Regions from separate parts of the Mus musculus genome. Here region 1 is linked to region 2. A link is a contact called in public HiChIP or PLAC-seq data. All regions are on one chromosome and are shown on one strand. The core of a region is the stretch at or near the end of the contact, and the rest is flanking DNA. Distances in the headings are between cores, read along the strand shown.

Region 1 (3,273 bases), core at 436-2,935, 330 kb after region 2:
GGTAGGTAGATGTCTGTGAGTTCAAGGCCAGTCTTATCTACAGGACAAATTCCAGGACAGCTAGCGCTATACAGAGAAACCCTGACTTGAAAAAAAAAAAAAAACAAAAAACAAAGAAAAAGAAAAGATGACTTACTGGCTGGAGAGATTGCTCAGTGTTTAAGAGTACTGGCTGCTCTTCCAGAGGATTGGGGTTTGATTTCCAGCGCTCACACTGTGGCTCACAATCAACCTTAATTCAAGTCCCAGGAGATCCAACGCCCTCTTCTGGCCTCCTCCAGCACTGCATACAAATGGTGCAGACATGCATAAATGGAAGTCACCCATACACATATAATAAAAAAATATAAATTGACCTATTTACATGATAAATGCCAAGACTCCGTTGGGGACCAAATAGATAAATAAATAAATAAATAAATAAATAGATAGATAGATAGATAGATAAATGAGAAAGACACACAGGCACATCAGTCCGGCACAACTCTCAGCTGTATGAAATAGTAGTCTTCAGATTTTATTTTGGTCTACCAAGCAGGACTAAATTCCCTAGGGCTAGCCTTCGGCAACTGAGGACAGTAAGCCTTAGAACCTAGTTCTAGAAAGGCAATGTTCTAAGCCGGGCACTGTTCTACGCCTTTAATCCCAGCACTCGGGAGGCAGAGGCAGGCGGATTTTCTGAGTTCGAGGCCAGCCTGGTCTACAAAGTGAGTTCCAGGACAGCCAGGGATATACAGAGAAGCCCTGTTTCGAAAAAACAAAAAACAAACAAACAAACAAAAAACAAAGGCACTGTTCTGGGTCCTCAGTGTGGGCAAAGTGCAGAAAACATGAGCACAAAATACCAGTTCCCTCTGACGTTGGAGTATCTATATATGAGCGTCACAGGATGAAGCAATGCCCAGATGCCTACACCAAGTGAGCAATGTAGCCTCTGAGAAGAGGCGTGAATCTATCGACTATAAAGGCTCCTGTCCAGAGTTCCCGAGTTAGAGCAAAAAGATCTTAACAGAAAAGGAGCAATTACTTCCTATCCCCGGGGGGAGAAAGAGAAGGGAGAACCACTCCTGGCCCGAGTTGGGTTTGTACAACCAGAAACTGCTTAAAATGAAGAAAGGATATTTGTCCTATTGCCTCACCCCGTCCTAAGCCCTACATCAAACGCTGCTCAAAGTGCTGGCGAAAAGCTGATCAGAAACGCCGACTCGCAGGCGCCGACCGAGACCCTAGGCTAAGTCACTTTGCTAGGGCTTCACGTGCACACTGGAACGGAGAGACCAGGGAGACTGCTATCACAACAGCCCCGTGAGAGACGCAGACTCGATCTCCACCTCGCAGGGGGCTAAAAGCGCCGTCCGGACCCACTCTCACAGCAGTCCGCCGTGATAAGGTGACCCTAGAGGGTGATGCTGAGAGGTGCTCCGGGGCGGCACGAGGACAGCCCGCGGGGAAGCGCAGCAGGCCCGGGAGAACCGGGATGGCGGAGCGCGCGGCCCGGACCCGGCGAGGCCAGAGTGCAGGCAGCAAGTCGAGCCACCTCGTCCTCCCCGGCCGCCCACTCACCTGAAGCCCGCGAAGGCAGCTCCCTAACTCCAGTCCCGGGCCGCCCCGGGTAAGTCAATGCACAGACTCCTGCATCAACCGCTCCACAACCCACTTCCGGCCAGCGGCCCTCACCTTCCGCTTACGTTGGTACCGGAGCCGCTGAGGTTCAAAAAACCGTAGTCGAAGTTTTCCATGACCATTTTCTAGTTTCTGACCTTAGAACATGGAGAGGGAAAAATATTATCCTGGATGGGTCGCTTTGAAAGTAATTGAGCAGAAGTAATTGGCACAGGTTCTGGGTTTTATGACTTTGAAGAAGTCACACAAACTTTTCAAGCCTAGTTTGTCATCTATACAAAGAGAATCATGATGCATTTCTAATAGTGAAAATGCTTTCAGAAGAGGAACTAGCAATGGATAGATGAAAATGTATGCAAGGATCCCGGCATAGGGATGCACGTCTTTAATCCCAGAACTAAAGAGGCAGAGGCAGGTGAATCTTTATGAATTCGAAGCCAGCCTGATCAAAATAGTTCCAGGACAACCATAGCTATATAAAGAGACCGGGAAGGGAAGGGAAGGGGGAAGGGGGAAGGGGGAAGGGGGAAGGGGGAAGGGGAAAAAAAGGGAAAAGGGGGGAAAAGGGGGGGAAGGGGGGAAAGGGGGGAAAGGGGGGAAAGGGGGGAAAAAGGGAAAAAAAGGGAAAAAAGGGAAAAAAGGGAAAAAAAGGGAAAAAGGGAAAAAAGGGAAAAAGGGAAAAAAAGGGAAAAGGGAAAAGGGAAGGGAAGGGAAGGGAAGGGAAGGGAAGGGAAGGGAAGGGAAGGGAAGGGAAGGGAAGGGAAGGGAAGGGAAGGGAAGGGAAGGGAAGGGAAAAGTGGAGCTGGAACTGAAGGTGGGTAGGTCAGGATGGTCTACCTCCCTTAGGAGGGCCTCACACGTGGCTGGTTTGGCTATCAAGGTAAGAAAGATTCTCCCAAGTCCTATGTAACAGAAGTGCCTGTCCCAGGCCTGTCGGTGTCTATTCAGTCTTCAGCCTTGTCAGTGCCATCTATTTGAGACGCTGTGAAGGAAAACTGAGAGAGATACCATACTTTCTCCAAGGCACTGGTGGGGAAACAGGCTATATAAGAGGTTGTGACAAAGAGATTTGAGACCAGCATCCCAGCTTCTGGGTTCTATGTAAGGCAGCCTGCCTGGCTGTGAACATTTGAACATCTGTGCCTTCCAGACCATTGGTAACATGGCCCTCACTGACTGGGGACTTCTTACCTGATTACAACCTGCTCATGAACCCAGAGTGAAAAATCCCACCCCCAGGGGACAAACTTTGATTGCTCCTGGGCAGCCATGACAATCTAGTTTCTCTTTGCAAAATGCTGTTTCCTAGTCTCCTATGAAGTGGGAGGAGCTTATAGCCCACCTCTAGTCAACAGTACTGGAAAGGAAGAGTTATTGCATGCTTCTAGGACTTTCTTGGCTTGCGCATATGGAGGCCAGAGGTCACCATCAGGCAACTTCCTCAATTACTGTCTACCTTACTTTTTGAGACAGTGTCCATCACTGTAACTGGAGCTCACAGATTCTGATTGGATGATTAGTAACAGACCTAGTGGCTCCTGTGCTGGGGTTACAGACAGAACAGGCTTCAGGGCCTGCTCTTATATTGTTGTTGCTGATACAAATTCAGGTTTACATACCTGTATGGCAGGCACTTTATTGTTTGAGCCA
Region 2 (3,528 bases), core at 808-3,307:
AGCCAGACGTAGTAGCTGGCATGCGTGATCCCAGCACTCCGGCTCTCTGATGCTGGCTCTGACGTGACAGGTCTGGGAGGGTCTTCGATTCCGAATTTGTCACAAGCTACCAATGTCAATGCTGCTGATCCAGGAGCCATACTATGAGGGGCAAGGTTTAGAGTCATCTAAAGGGATGTAGAGGCCAGTTGGAAAAGAATTCCTTTTGAGAAACCTGCTTTTGATTATTCTGTGAGTAAAGGCCAAGACCGTGAGAAGTCTGCGTGAGACTGGCAGTGCCCCTTCTTCCTCCTTCACAGGTGACAGGTGTTGAAAAACTGGGCAAAAAAGAGGGAGAGTAGAGACCCAGGAGGTCAGGAGAAGAGGCAGAGGAACTCTAGTGTCACTGGGGTCCTTTCTGTGGATCAGTGCTAGGCAGGATATTAAGGGCTGACGTGGAGCATCCCCCATCTCACCCCCAGGAAGGTGAAGATCTCAGAGTGCAAAGAGCAGCATGAACAAGGCCACCCAACCTTTTGCTGTTCTGCAGGAAACTGCTGGACTCAAACCAAGGTTTGCTGATAGCCCCAAGGTCGAAGGCCAGATGATTTCTGTGCAGATATAAAAGATGAACGGACTCAGAAAGAAGGCTGGAGAAAAGGAGGTGAGCTGGACTTAGGTTTAAGAGCCCAGCTCACCTGAGCCTTTCAGAAACGTCTACTTGCTTTCAGAAGCAAGAGATTTCTCAAAAACTCAGGTGGGAATGTAAACTTAAGTTTAGGTAATCCAGGGACAGGAACAAGAATGGGAGGTGCAGGACTCGGGTAGCTCAGCTTGCCTGGGGCCGCATCTTCACCACAAGGTGAGAGACCCTTAAGCGCTAAGGCGCGGAGGTTAAGCCGAGGTCAAGTGGCACCAAGGGTGCAGCGACTCCTAGAATCAAGCGTTGGCTGAGGAGAGGGCGGCGCATACTTAGGAGAAGAAGATGGGACCACAAAGATGCTGGAGCTTCGTCTGGTGGCGACGGGGAGGCCGTGGTGATTCCCCAGCGTGGTGTGGACGAGCTGCCCTGCTTAGGCCGGGCTTCCTCGCCGCGCAGCCCCCAGCCCATCCTTTCCCCATCTTCCCTGGCCTGGGCCAGCTTCCCGGCGCCCCTCCACCGAGGCCGTGGCCCCCAGCCCGGCTACGGACTCGTCAGGGTCCGCCCCGCCGCCGCGGCCCCAGCCCGGCCGCTCCTCCCCCGATGATGTCACGTCCCTGGCCGCCCCTCGGCCGGCCTCGCGCCCCGCCCCCGCCTCCCCTGGCCCCGAGTCCCCTGGGCCCACCCGCTTGCGACAGCCCTCCTCTTGCCCGTGCTCCCTCCCTACGGCTCCCGCTCCCCAGGGAGCGGCGGCGGCGGCGGGATGGCCAGGGCCCGCGGCCAGGCCCCGGGGAGCGGCGGGCGGCGGCGGCCGCGGCGGGGAGGCGCGGGGACCGGGCCCCGGGGGGACTCGGCCGGTCTGCTGCTGCTCCTGCTGCAGGTGCTGCCGCCCGGGGCAGCGGCAGGCCCGGGGCGCCGGGGCACTCGGGGGCCTGGCGGCGGCTGCGTCTGCTGGCCCGGCGCCGGCCCTGCTTTTCCACGGGACGCGCGTCTGCTGCTGTTGCTGCCGCCCCGGCCACCACCGTCGCCGCCGCCGACCTCCACGGCCGCAGCCTCCCCCTCTCGGATGGTAATCAGCGCCCCGCGCGGGCGCCGCGGGCGGGCGGGGGAGAGACCCGGGTGGGGGGAGGGCGGGCACCTCGCGGGGCGCTCGCCCCCCCCTCCGACGACCGCCGCGCTGGGCAGCCGCCAGAGCGCGCCTCTGGGGCGCCTCCGTGCGGAGCCGGTGCGGGCTCCGCTCTCAGTCTGTTCACTGGCTCTCAGGCCGCGGGGGAATCCCTCCATCTCCCCGCCCCGCGCCCCGGGAGGGGAGGGGACAGCGCCGGCGCCCGGGGACCCGTTTTCTCTGAGAAAGCACCCGCGAGGCGAGCGGCACTGAGGCGCCGGGACTCCGTGCAGCGCTGCGCTCCTGGAGGCTCCTGGTGCCGTCGGGTCGGGCTGAGCTGAGACGCCCACAGCCTCGGCGGGACGGGATCCCTGGCAGTTGGGGGCGCCCACGAACTGCGGGTCCTTATGTTCCCCGCACAGGACGCTCTGCCCCGCGGTGGGCTCCATCTGAAAGAGGAGCCGCTGCTGCCCTCCAGCCTGGGCTCGGTGCGCTCCTGGATGCAGAGCGCGGGCATCCTGGACTCCAACACCGCGGCGCAGAGGTAAGCGCTCCACCCGAACTAGCACGCTGGTTGGACCGCTTAGTGTCGCCTTCGTCCTGCACGCCTAGCTACTGGAGCGAGGGGTGGAGGGAGTCCTAACTCTTGACTGTCCCGACGAAGTCTCCTGTTCACCCTGTGTGAGTTTGACTTCTTCCTGAGGATATGGGGCGGGTTGCTCACTAGGGTCCAGGGTTCTGGAGGTGGTGTCGCCTCCTCCCGCACACCTGGAGCCATGGCCCACAGTTACTAGTCATCTAGAGATGTACAGCCCCTTCTTCCTGTGCAGTCTCTACCGTTCCACTTGTCCAGTTCCGTGGCTACCCAACAAGAAAGGCAAGAAACTCTGTGGTGTACAGAACCAGAGATGTGGGTGGGGCTGAAGAGAGGCTTAGCCAGTGGGCAGTTAGCCTTGCTGAACTGATTGGGGCTGAGAATGAGGCTGGACTCCTCCGTCTGAGTGGTTTTGGTTAGAACCTGAAGGAGACTGGAAGCTCTTGGGAATTAGCAGAATCGGCTCTGGTTACTTTTCAGGGGGAGGCATAGGGGACTAGACAGGAGACTTCTGTAAGGAATGGACACCAGAATTTGGATGGGGACTTTGAAAGCTTGTTAACTCAGTCACGGCAGCAGCTGGAACCTGGTCTCTGTAACACTCCCTCTCATTATACAACATGGACTGGAGGTTATACGTCTGATCAGATGCTCACGGTGCCTCACGCTAAGTAGGTGTCCCTGCGGACATCCAGGACAGGGTAGGCACTGGCTCTTCAAGTTTTAAATAGCTTCTGTCCAGTATCTGAAGGGTGTCGAAGCAGACCAGGGCTGGCACATCACTCCCATCCACACACCCAGACTTGATCAGGTATCACTTGTGGTGCTTCCCAGCCTCACCCAGTACTAGACAGAGAGTGTTTTCTGGACGAAGGGGTGCAGTATTTTTGCACATCTGTCTTCAAAGAGAGAGTGCTGAGCTTTCTGTTGAATGATCTCTCCTGGACAGGAAAGGGTATTCCAGATGAGCCGATTCCAGTAAGTTAGAGTCTCTAGTTAGAACGGTCTAGCTAGAGACTATAGAAACACAATAACAGATGTTTTAACACTACTGTTCTCCATGTGTTGGTATATTTCCTTGCTCTCCGTGTGTTGGTGTATTTCCTTGCTCTCCGTGTGTTGGTATATTTATTTCCTTCCCATGCCCTTCCCCCACCCCCTTAAGGTTTGTCTTGTGCTAGCCTTAAAACTGTGTGTGCCTCCTTTTCT

What was found. HiChIP or PLAC-seq counts read pairs in DNA pulled down with a chosen protein or histone mark.
Region 1: a contact with region 2 is called in an H3K4me3 HiChIP or PLAC-seq map of bone marrow-derived macrophages, with 4 times the contacts expected there. The contact joins the promoter of Ubox5 here to the promoter of Ebf4 in region 2. A contact is called at or near these places in 10 of 39 promoter capture datasets (the 3T3-L1 cell line, 3T3-L1-derived adipocytes, cranial neural crest and 6 more), 5 of 484 Hi-C or Micro-C datasets (CD8 T cells, embryonic stem cells and muscle stem cells), 3 of 115 datasets of contacts at active chromatin or transcription factors (bone marrow-derived macrophages, embryonic stem cells and microglia) and 3 of 9 other capture datasets (adipose tissue, liver and pancreatic islet).

The regions. Positions count from the first base shown.
Region 1 is chr2:130,628,353-130,631,625 of GRCm38.p6, forward strand. It overlaps Ubox5 (U box domain containing 5), which reads right to left and starts at 1,686. Exons shown (of 7, transcript NM_001255993.1): 1 at 1,564-1,686; 2 at 137-283. It overlaps Fastkd5 (FAST kinase domains 5), which reads right to left and starts at 1,650. Exons shown (of 3, transcript NM_198176.3): 1 at 1,564-1,650; 2 at 137-283.
Region 2 is chr2:130,293,882-130,297,409 of GRCm38.p6, forward strand. It overlaps Ebf4 (early B cell factor 4), which reads left to right and starts at 2,058. Exons shown (of 17, transcript NM_001110513.1): 1 at 2,058-2,268. The coding sequence starts at 2,132.